2 separate regions of the Mus musculus genome follow, and region 2 is linked to region 1. Evidence: chromatin contacts called from public HiChIP or PLAC-seq data. All regions are on one chromosome and are shown on one strand. The core of a region is the stretch at or near the end of the contact, and the rest is flanking DNA. Distances in the headings are between cores, read along the strand shown.

Region 1 (6,224 bases), core at 1,380-3,879:
CAGGTGCTGACAGAGTTCTCTAACACAGTGAATCCAGTGGTCAATTCCTTACTATGGCATTCACTCCTCGTTGATACACTAGCTTAATTTGGCTCTTGGGCTACCTTATTCCTTAACTGGCTGCTCCTGAGACCCTGTTCCTTGCTCGCCTCCCTTGATTTGCACTATACCCAGGGCTTCATCCTTGATTTACACCTCTATTTACACCTCCCCCTCTACAAATGCATGTAGTTTGTAAAACCTGGCTTCAATGCCATCTGAAAATGCCGATAACACCTGTGTATCTCTAACGTGCAATATTTTCCTTTATCCCATACTCTCGTGTACACAATCACCTACTCAAGATTGCCATGAGAGCTGGATGTGGTGGTACAGAGTTGCAATCCCAGCACTTGGGAGTAGAGGCAGGATGATTGTGAGTTCAAGGCCAGCCTGGCCTATATGCATCCTTGATTTAAAAAAACTGAAACCCCAAACCCAGACACCACTTGAATTCCAAATACATACTTAAATGTAACATGAGCAAATAAACTCTTGATCTCCTAGCCAACTGTCTGTAGTTTTCTCTACCTCTCACTACCCCATTACCTTGAAGCACTGGCTGGCATGAAACTAGCTATATAAACCAGGCAGGTCTTGAACTCACACATATCTGCTTGCTACTACCTCACCTGGCCTTGACCAGTTTTGTTTTATTTTATTTTATTTTATTTTATTTTATTTTATTTTATTTTATTTTATTTTGAGATAGGGTTTCCAAATTGTGCAGGTGAGCTGGGCTGAGGCTGTCCTTGAATTCCTGATCTGTTTACACCTCCCAAGTACTATGACTGTGGGCATGTCACCACAACTGGCTCTTACCAGACTTCTCTATAGTCATTGTGTTTATTATTTATTGCCTGTCTTCTCATCTCCAAAATGTAATATCCATAAAGTTAGGAATTCTGCCTGCTTTGTCTTTTTGTGTACATAGCAAAAAAATTTGAACAGTGTCTGGATGCTAAGAAAATACTTATTGCAGAGCTGGAGAGATTGCTCCGTGGTTAAGAGGGCTTCTGGCTGTTCCAGAGAACTCGAGTTTGGTTCCCAGCACCCAAGTTGGGCAGCTTAAAACCAACTGAAATTCCAGCCCCAGGTGTTCTGATGCCCTCTTTTGGCTTTTATAAGCAATCACACAAATATGGCAGACATACACATATAAATAATAAAATCTTAAAAAAAAAAAAAAAAAGGGCTGGTGAGATGGCTCAGCAGGTAAGAGCACCCGACTGCTCTTCCGAAGGTCCGGAGTTCAAATCTGAGCAACCACATGGTGGCTCACAACCATCCGTAACGAGATCTGACTCCCTCTTCTGAAGTGTCTGAAGACAGCTACAGTGTACTTACATATAATAAGTAATAAATAAATCTTTAAAAAAACAAAAAACAAAAAAACAACTAAAGGAAACCGGTAGGATCCGTCCTTTCCTCCTTCTTCCTTCCCTCCCTTTGTCTGTCTTTGTCTTAAGTAGCTCCGGTTGGCCAAGTGCTGGAATTACAGGCATGAGTCACCATGCCCAGCTCATATTTACTTTTACTTTAGAAATTACTGAAGTCATTTAATTAAAAGTGAAAGTCAGTGGCTCATGCACTTCTTTGCGAGTAACAAAATATTATCCAGGTTAAAGACCTGTTTCCAGAAACTGAAAGCACTAGAAACATAAAGTACGGCATAGCAAGGGAAAAAAATGAAGTAGGACCTGCATCTCCCTGCATTGAAGTCACTCAGATCAATAGCTGTACTCCTCCCAGGGTGGCCCCTTCTCCCTTATTTGGCCATCAGTGTCAACAGAAGAAAGCAACGCCTTGAGGTGTATAGCCTTAACTGAGCTGCTCTGCTATATCCTAGAAGGTCTCCTGCCTTCACTGTATTTATCCGGCATTTATTTATTTAATTATGTATTTAACGTGTGAATCATGATTCTGTGGTAGAGGCAAGAAAACTCTGAGGCTGTTTTGCAAACAATGCAAACTTCAAAAAGTCGAAATGGTAAAAAAGAAAGAAAAAGAAATAAAAGAAAAAAATTGCATTAAATTTAAGGTACGCAAAGAGGCGAAGTGTCTGGAAGGCCACGCAGAACTGAGCGGGAAGGAGTCCCTTCCTCCCCTAGATAGCGGTGGTCGCGTCTCCGGAGAGCCTCCTTTCCCTGGAGAGGATCTATGAGTTAGTTGGTCGCCTAGGATGCAGCTCTAAGCATCCACAGAATTTCCGTGCAATCCGCTCGCACAGGTCCAGAGCGCGGACGGCGGGACTCCGCGCGTGAAGCCGCAAGCCTCACAGTGAAGTGGGCGCTCCACGGAGCCCACGTTTTGCGCACCCCCGTGCTGCTCGCACCCGCCTCGGCCGTACCCCTCCCCCGTCCGCGCCTCCCCTTTAAGCACGGAGGCGCAGGCGGATTTGTGTCGGCGGACGCGAGGCTCGACTCCCCTTTATGGCGGAGCCCCGCGCCCGCGCCTTGACGACCGCCGCGGCTGGCGGTGGGGGTGGGGTTCTGCGCGCGGAGCCGGCCTCCGCTACCCGCCGCCCTCGCCGCAGCGCGGCCCCGGGGAGCGCGCGCCGGGGGCGGGCCGTGGGCGGGCCGGCGGGGCAGGGGCGGGGAGGCCGGCGGGCGGCCGCGCTCGGGTCCGCCTCCGACTGCGGCGCGGCGGGGCGATGTGAGTGCCATGGCGAGGAGTCTCTGCGCGGGGGCCTGGCTGAGGAAACCCCATTACCTCCAGGTAGGCCGGCCGCGGCCCCGCCACGCGCCCTCCGCTCCGCGCCACGCGGGACTCAGCGCCCCGTCCTCCCTCCGTGCGCGCCCCGCCGCCTCCTGCGGACCGGCACCTGGCGGCGCGCCCTCCCAGCCCTGGTCCCGCTCCTCGGGCGCCGCCCCAGCCCTGAGCCCCTCTGAGTCCCGGCCCCGGACGCGCCGCGGTCCCTCCTCTGCGTGCTCTCCCGCTTTCCCCAAGGGCCCCCCCTCGACCTGCCATTCCTGACTCTGTGTCTGGGGTAGGAAAGGGTGGTGTGTCATTCCTCCATGCTCCACAGAATCGTGACCGATTGTCATACCAGTGGTTCCCCAAGTCCCAGCCAGTAGCTGTGCCTCGTGCAGATCCCCTGGGTTTGGTGTTCTCATCACATCTCTGGTTTAAATGGGAGGGAGGAGTAGGCAAGCTCGATCGAGGCGATGCTTTTGCAAAAAGGGGATGGTGACCGTTGTACGGCTCTTCACTCAGCCCGCCAGCAGTGCGAACGCAATTCACAGTCACGTCGTGTGTACTGTTGCCGTGTTAATTTTTCATGATTTTCTGTTCCGCTGTCAGTAGGCTTTAGAACCCTCCTGCTGCTTTGGTGCACTGTTTGGTCACCAGGGGGACCTAGTAGACGTCGTGAGTAGCTGAGCACAAATCCATAGCTCGGATGGAAAAACAACTACAAATCAATGCCTCACACATTGGCAGTATTGTTATATGTCTCTAGAGGACACTGCTTACATTAAAAGGCCTGACGACATGGGACGTGTATTTAGGTCAGTTGTTGGTGTGCTTCTTATGAGTATGGAAAAAAAAGAAAAAGTTGAGGAGAAACCGTTACTGTCCAAATAAATCTTATATTTTAATTTGAAATTTGCAAGTGTAAGTCATTACATCGAAACGAGAGAAACCCAGATTGAGAGACTGACTTGACAACTCATGGTTTTAAGGGTGTAAAACTGAATGTTTGTAGCAGCGCCACCAGAAATAGTTGTGCCTTGAGTACCAGTATTAGAACCTAGTCTAGCATTCCACCCCTCCAGGTTAAAGTATTTGGGCATGTTTAAAATCTTTGAACTTAAACTACTTAGCTTTCTATTATTAATTTTTGGAGTTGGTAGAGCTTTAGGCTTTAGTTTTGGCTTTAAATGTTTTCCACAGATGTGAATGCAATCTTTGGCGCTATAACTGTACAAAGGTTTTCTGATGTGGTTAAGGTTAGAAATTAAGAGTTCTGGATTCAATCCCCGACACCACGCAAACAAAATTAGTTTTACAAATAGTTATGCTTACATTAATGACAAACACTTAGTGTGTTTCTTACTTTTCTGAATTTGCATCGTTATCAATGATGAAATTAGGGTAAGCTTGCTAGTGGGCTAATATTAAGATTATTAATTTTTAAAAATGTTTAAACTATTTAAATACCAGCACTTGGGAATCAGGCCTCTGAGTTTGAGGCCAGCATAGTCTACATAACAAGTTCGAGATTAGTGACGACTACATAGAGAAATTTTGTCTCAAAAAAATTTAAAGGTAAACTTAAGATTTAAAGGACAAGTTCTCATGTGACACAGATTGACTTAGAACTCTCGAGGTAGCTAAGGATAACCTTGAATTTCTGATCCTCTTGCTTTTAAGAGCTTGTGATTGCAAGGGTATGAATGAATGGCACAGTTGAGAGTCCAGTGTTTTCCCCAGGAGCTTCCTCCCATCGAAATCTCCAAATAGGCCAGGGAGTCCCAGGAATCCCCCTGTCTCCACTTAGTCAGGTCTGAGATTGCAAGGATGTGCAAATCTGGACGCCAAGTGCTTGGAGAGCAAGACCTTTACAGACTGAGCTAACTCTGTAGCCGCCTCCTCTTCCTCTTCCTCCTCCTCCTCCCCCTCCTCCTCTTCCTCCTCCTCCTCCTCCTTCTTCTTCTTCATAGATCATGCTTAGCATTAACTTAGTATTAGCTAAATTTGATTTGTCATGGAGAGGGTTTCTTGTGCACTGTCTTTTGGCAAAAGAAAATAAAAAAACTTTAACAGCCTGTGTATGTTAGAACACACACACACACACACACACACACACACACACACACACACTTTTTGAGACCAAGTCCCAGTCTTGCACAGGCTGGCCTTGAATTCCCAATCTTCCTGTTTCTGATCTTCCTGTTTCTACCTCCCTAGTGCAGGGTTTACAAGTGTGCCCAGTATACAGTGCTTCAGGGAAACTAGTTCTTACACTTTGTTTTGAGGGAATACAGATACCCGTTTTGAGGGGGTTTTGTTTTTACTTTTGTGTTCTTTTGAGATAAGGTCTTGCTATGTATTGTGCTGGCTGGCTTGTACTGGATATGTATATAGGTTAACCTCAGACTCATGGTGGACCCTCTGTCATAGCCTCTCAAGTGCTGGGATAACAGGCATGCCCAGCCACACCTGCAGATACCTGATGTCAATAATATTTCTGATAAGGTACATTTGTGTTGTTGGTTTTTCGTGACAGGGTTTTTCTGTAGCTCTGGCTGTCCTGGAACTCACTTTGTAGACCAGGCTGGCATTGAACTCAGAAGTCCACCTGCTTCTGCCTCCCAAGTGCTGGGACTAAAGCACGCGTCACCTCGCCCTCCAGGTACATTTTAAGTTACAGTGAGGCTGTAACCATTCAACAGGTATGGGAGATGCTCTTACCTTGTGGGTAGGGAAACAGCAAGGTAGATTTATTTCCAAGAGGAGGGGAAGATAAATGGCCTGGAAAGTTTTTGAAACCAGTTTTATATCCTTGGCAGTTGTTCTTGTTTGTCTCAACTGGGTGGGGCCAAAGGTCACTTATGTCCTTATTTAGCCCTTAGAGAGTTTAAGTTTCTTTTTCCCTATTTTTTCCTTAGTATTTTTTTCTCTAAATTTTTTTCATACAATATATTTTGATCATATTCCCACCCCACCCCCAGCTTCTCTCGACCTCTCTGTCCACCCAACTTAACGTTCTCTCTCTTTCAAAAAGCCCTCACAAAAACAAAGATTAAAACAAACAAAAATAAGACAAAAAAGCCAAAACAAACTAAACAAGCAAAACAAAATGAAGACATTTTTTATTTTATGTGTATGAATGTTTTGCCTGCCTGTGTATGTGTGACATGTTTATGTGCATGCTGCCTGTGGCGGATAGGAGAGCACACCATATCCACTGAAACTGGAGTTAACATGTGGTTGTGAGCCACTATGAGGATGCTGGGAACTGAACCTGGGTCTTTTTTTCAAGAGCAGTGAGTCCTTATAACCCAGGAGCTATGTCTACCCCCTCCCCCATAATTTAGAGGGGGAAACTTAATAATTTGACTTGCTTGTCAAGGACCTTTCCTCACAGAATTCCCATCAACCCAGATGTCACTGGTAGTTACTGCCACTTCTAGAAAATTAAGCATTTTGAGCTAGTTAAAAATAAAACAATAACTGGGCAC
Region 2 (6,224 bases), core at 1,626-4,125, 170 kb before region 1:
AGAGTACTGACTGCTCTTCCAGAGGTCCTGAGTTCAATTCCCAGCAACCACATGGTGGCGCACAACCATCAGTAATGGGAAATGATGCCCTCTTCTGATGTCTCTGAAGACAGCTACAATATGCACATATACATGAAATAAAAAATAAATCTTTAAAAAAAATCTTATAAAAAATTGAAAAAATATACCTCAATTCAGAAATCATGAGTTTATTTGCCTCACAGCAGCCAATGCATTTGTCCTCCTTGTCAGAAACACTACTCCTCTGGTGCTTACAAAGAGATGACCTAAAGCCAACTATTTCTCTTTTTAACTGCAAGTGTAAAAACAGACACTTATAAACATAAAATATATATGTGATACAACTGTCTTCTTCTTAACACTCAGCTTGGAAAACTATCAATTTCATGGAAACAATCTGGTATTTATCAATAGAATGTATAAGCATGTTTGAGTTATATAAATCAATATGAATACATTTCAAAACATAATAAGCACAAATAACGTATACAGTATTTTCAAACTCATTAAGCAAAGTCATTCTAGATGCATTTATACATAGCAATATTTAAGATATGGATAGAAAGAATACACATACATTTCAAAATAATACAGAATTTTAAAAAGTAGTTATAATGAAGAACAAAACACCCAATGACTAAAAACTTCAAACAATAACCAATTGTTAGGCTAGTATTTCCCTGCACCCATATTTTTTTCACTAGTTAAATAGCATTATCAAATCTGATGATTTCCAAGTTCCTTTCAGCTTCATACTTCCATGACTGACAATACTTTAAAACTTGTAAAATCTGCCATGCAGTCTACCATCCATTCCGAAGTGAAACAAACCATGACATATGTATCACTTTCTCATTCTTGCCTTATTTCATACCTGTCAATGTTCACCTATCTAATCTCACTGACATACATGAATATTTAAAATTCTACACTATTTAATAATATATAACACTGTTCAACATTAGCAATCAAAAAAAATAAAAATGAAAATGATAATGAAACACCAGTTCACATAACTAAGAGGGATAAGTAAGACATACAACAAATGTCAACAGAGATGCAGAGAAAGAACCGGTGTTGGAAGAATTCTAAACAGTTTATTTCCAAGAAATTTCACTAGTACGTATCTATCCAAGAAAAATTAGAGCATGCTAACAAACAGACTTCTATGCCAATATTCACAGCAGCATGATTTACATAGACTAAAAGCAGAAATAGTCCAAATGTTCACCAACCACTGCCTAAATAAGACACAATACATGCACACAGCTGAATACCATTCAAAACTAAAAAGAAATAAAATACTAATATGTCTTGATATGAATGACCCTCAAAATATGAAAACAGATGCAAGAAAATTCACATAATGTTATAACTATATTCATATGAAATGTCCAGAAAAGACAAACCCATAGAAATCCAAACTATTGGGGCTGGTGAGATGGCTCAGCGGGTAAGAGCACTGACTGCTCCTCCAAAGGTCCCGAGTTCAAATCCCAGCAACCACATGGTGGCTCACAACCATCCGTAATGAGATCTGACGCCCTCTTCTGGTGTGTCTGAAGACAGCAACAGTGTATTTACATATGATAAATAAATAAATCTTAAAAAAAAATTCAAACTATTATTGGTTTCCCAGAGTGGGGTGCATTAATTGTAAAGAGGCACAAGGGAAGTTTTAGGTATAATAAAAATATGTAAGACTGGATTGCAATGACTGCTACAAACCTAAAACTCAGCTCAGTAGTATACTTTTGTTTTTTGTTTTTGTTTTCTGTGTAGCCCTGGCTGTCCCGGAACTCTGTAGACCAGGCTGGCCTCAAACTCAGAAATCCACCTGCCTCTGCCTCCTGAGTGCTGGGATTAAAGGCGTGCATCAACACTACCCAGCAATAGTATACTTTAAAGGATTGAATTTTCAACACATAAATAATCCTTCAATAAAACTCTTCAAAAATTCTGTGCAGTTCCTATATATGCATCTCAGAGGGCAAGAAAGGGTGAAAGGGTAAGAAAGGTGAGTGTGAGGAAATAGGTACCAGATGAAAGCGCCACTGAGCAAGCAAGGGTGAGGACAGAAGCTAGGAAAGCGGCCACAGAATGACTGACACTCTTTAACACAGCAGGTTCCTTTTCCACTGCACAGTCAGGTGGGCTAGATTTCTTTTCAAACATACTTACTGGTATCTGGGTTATCAGTTTTTCTAAACTCTTCAGTTCCACCCTTGAATTATCAATGTCCTGCTGACACAACTCTAGTCGTTCATTCTGTGTTGCAACACGAACCTTCAATTCTCGATTTTCATTTAATAAGGAAAACTTTTCTCGTACTATTTCATCTTTGTCCTCTAACTCCCTCTCTAGCTTCAGAATACATTGTCTAGATTCCGTTAACTGTGACATGACTTCTGAGTTTTTCATTGCCATAATCATTAATTTTTCTTTTCCACTGTAATGTTCTTCTTTTAACTCCCTGTGAAGAAAAAAGCATTAAAGTGAAATATGCACACATTTTCAATAATCACCTTTAAATACTCTCACTTTAAACCAAGGACACAACAAAAAAGGGAAAAGTATAGGCCAATATCCTACATAAAAATAGCAAAAATCCTCAACAAAATGCCAGTCCACTGAATACAGCCCATACTGAAAATTAGTTACAATGACCCAATGGCATTTATCCTAGGGATACAAGGATGAGAGGACAAGCATAGTAGCCCACATGTATTACCAGCAACCAAGAGATGAAGACAAAACAACTATTCTGAGTTTGAGCAGAGCCTGAGCGATACAGTGCCTCTGGACCAGCCTGGGCTACAGTGTGAGAAAGAAAGGAGAAAAGGATGATAACACCTGGTAGATGAGGGTTAAGCTCTGAGGTAAGCAGGGAACTTGTGAGAGCTGTGTCCTGACTATAAGAATGCCTCATTGTGGTTAAACGTACTTAAAGCTGCAGTTGCAGTCTTCCCACTAATGAGAAACTGAGGTGCCAGGGCACTTTCCTAACTGCCACACATGCATACTAACAAAACACTGTATACTCAAAGGATTTTTACCACATTGTGGTTTTGACAACTGTGCCCCTCTCACCTTTGTGAACTTTCAAGAGGATTATGGAAAGATCTTGTTCACCATGATCTGGGAGGGAAAAAAGTTACTACACCCACATGACTATGTCATCCACTACAAAAATAGTTTAAGTATCCACACAGAGGACTGATGGCTACTATCCAGCTGCCTCAGGACAAGTCACTCCAATCTCTCTTTGGAGTGTGCTTGTTTTGCTTTGCTTTGCTAAGTAAACTTCTGCTTAAACTGTATGTCTCTAGACAGAATTTCCTCTGAAAACAATTGCAAAGAAAGATATTTATGCTGGGCACGGTGCTGTACATCTTTAATCTCAGGAGGTAGAATCAGGTAGATCTAAGGCCAGCCTGGTCTACAGAGTAGGTCCCAGTACATCCAGGGCTACACGGAGAAACCCTGTCTTGAAAACTCTGAAAAAAACAAACCAAATTCATAAAAAAATAGGAATAAATAATTAAAACCAGGCAGAAATTACTGGCAATAGAGGAGCTGGCCTTTAATCCCAGAATTTGGGAGGCAGAGGCAGGCAGCTCTCTGAGATAAAGTCCACCCTGGTGTACAGAGAGAGTTTCAGGATACCCAGGGCTGTTACACAGTGAAGTCATCTTGGAAAAAGAAAGCAGGGAATTACTGAAATGGAAACAAACAAATGCAAAGAATCAGTGAGACAAAAAGTCAGTACTTAGAAAAGAAAAACAGGGGCCTAGCAAACACAGAAGTGAATGATCACAGTCAGCTATTGGATGGGTCACACGGCCCCTTATGGAGGAGCTAGAGAAATTACCCAAGGAGCTAAAGGGAACTGCAACCCTATAGGTGGAACAAGAATATGAACTAACCAGTACCCGGGAGCTCTTGTCTTTAGCTGCATATGTATCAAAAGATGGCCTAGTCGGTCATCACTGCAAAGAGAGGCCCATTGGACTTGCAAACTTTATATGCCCCAGTACAGGGGAACGCCAGGGCCAAAAAGGGGCAGTGGGTGGGTAGGGGATTGGGGGGGTGGGTATGGGGGACCTTTGGGATAGCATTGAAAATGTAAACGAGGAAAATACCTAATTAAAAAAAAAAAGAAAAGAAAAGAAAAACAAAGGCTGGGGAGGCAACTCAGAAATGAAAAGTCTCTGCTACTCTAACAGGGGGACATAAGTTCCAATCCCAGCACCCATGTCAAGTGGCTCAGTGTCTGTAACTCTAGCTTTAGAAATCCAACGCCCTCTTCTGATCTCCAAAGACACTGTTCTCACAAGTACAACTCCTCACCCCTAAAACAGGCACACACACACACTTTAAAATAAAAACAAGATCTGTTCAAAAGCTATTTTATAAAATATAAGACAATATATAATATATATATAGACAAAGTATATATACTTATAGATATACAGTTATAATTGATAGCATGAGGCTCTAGGAATTACTCTAATAACTTCATCTTGTCTACCAAAATACTAAATGTATCCACCTTAAGGAAAATGTGCTATAATGATACAATTAGACAGAAAAAATATTGATTGTTCTCTCCACCTTGAGTCTAAGATTATAAAAATGGATTATTACCTTCTGAAAGTTGACCAAAATTATTAGTTATGAAAAAATTATGTTGTATAGAACACCAAAGTCAGAAGACCCAGTTAACATCTTTAACCTAATTTAACTTAAATTTTTAAAATTCATTGATCATCATTATTAGTGTGTGTGAGGAAGTAAGGGACAGAGAGAGACAGTTGAAGGACAAATATGTGGAATTGGTTCTCTCCCTCTCCTTTTATGGGGTGCCAGCAATCAAACTCCGATCAGCAGATTTATGCAGTAAGTGTCTTTATCTGACAAGACACCTCAGTAGTCCCTAATCTACCTTCTTGACTATGGAAAATTAATGGATATTCTTTGAACCTGCTCTTTTTTATAAATGAAAAAAATTGTACTGAGTGGTTTTCTTCCTATTTAAGCATCTTTACTAGCTAGCTAATGTAATTACACTCTAAAAACATTTTGTCTGTATTAATCTGCATTATTCTATATTTACAAATGTGTTAGAATTAAGCTGTCTTATATTAAAATTAGTTTTATACCTAGAGAGTTTCAGTCACAAATCTTAGCCTTCTACATTACTAAACAGTCCATATTTACAATAAAAATGTGGTTTTAAATGTTTCCTTTCTTCCCACTTGCACATCAAAATTATTTTTCCATAATAAAGTACCTGAATTTCTCTTTCAAAATTTCAAGTTCACTTTTATACAGATTACACTTTTCTTGAAGCCTTTTATTTTCCTTTTCACAGTTACTAAGATTTCTCTCTAATATTTCTTCTTCATCTTGAACCTAAAATAAAAAATTGTTTTAAGTGAATATACTACTATAATCATAAGTTTTACATTGTTTCAAGCTAAAACTATGAGTAGTGATATTGGAAAGAAACAGGAACAGGCTAAGTATTCCTTATATTTAAGTCCCTGGTACTGTAGTAAAAAGAAACAATATACACAAAAGACAGGGAGGAAGATGTTACTATTTATTCAGAAATGCTTAAGGGCCAGTAACAGATTGGCAAGAATGATGCCACCTGAAGGCAAAATGCTCAGGTTAAACATGAACAAGGCAAGCAATTCAAATAGGGATTACACATGCAAGTAATTCAATCCATGTGTTTCAGAAATACAATTTTTTTCATTCTTTTTTTCCCCTTCCCTTTCTCCCTCTTGCTCCCCCACTCCCCGCCTACCCCCAACCTCCACTTGCTCCAGACCCCTGCTCACTCCAGGGCTGTGGTTTCTGAGATTTGAACTCATGACCTCTGGAAGAGCAGTCAGCGCTCTTAACCAATGAGCCATCTCACTAGTCAGAAATGTAATTTTTGAAAATTTAAAATATTCCCAATGAAACTGCAATACAAGTGGCAACCAAGGTAGCTCAGTGGGCATGGGTACTTTCTGTTTAACAATGCAAGCCTGACAACCTAAGTTTCTTCCCTGGAACCCATATGCACTGGATTAAATGAGACTAACTCCCACAGGCTAGTGTTTGATAGAACTGTTTGGGAAGGATTGGGAAGTGTGGCCTTATTGAAAGAGGTGTGCCACTGGGAGTGGATTTGGAGTTTCAAAAGACTG

Evidence for each region. HiChIP or PLAC-seq counts read pairs in DNA pulled down with a chosen protein or histone mark.
Region 2: a contact with region 1 is called in an H3K4me3 HiChIP or PLAC-seq map of the SCID.adh cell line, with 2.5 times the contacts expected there. The contact joins the enhancer-like site here to the promoter of Dipk1a in region 1. A contact is called at or near these places in 1 of 39 promoter capture datasets (embryonic stem cells), 7 of 115 datasets of contacts at active chromatin or transcription factors (the SCID.adh cell line, bone marrow-derived macrophages and embryonic stem cells) and 2 of 9 other capture datasets (adipose tissue and liver).

The regions. Positions count from the first base shown.
Region 1 is chr5:107,983,482-107,989,705 of GRCm38.p6, reverse strand. It overlaps Dipk1a (divergent protein kinase domain 1A), which reads left to right and starts at 2,629. Exons shown (of 5, transcript NM_026062.4): 1 at 2,629-2,757. The coding sequence starts at 2,704.
Region 2 is chr5:108,157,737-108,163,960 of GRCm38.p6, reverse strand. It overlaps Ccdc18 (coiled-coil domain containing 18), which reads right to left. Exons shown (of 29, transcript NM_028481.1): 8 at 5,315-5,436; 9 at 2,203-2,494; 10 at 189-313. Among named protein-coding and RNA genes, the nearest start is that of Ccdc18, 28 kb to the right of the region's middle. Within about 2 kb of position 2,875, at least 12 of the 459 cell types and tissues checked have an H3K27ac peak or open chromatin away from gene starts, as enhancers often do. A contact at or near this core is called in the SCID.adh cell line, where this site is marked.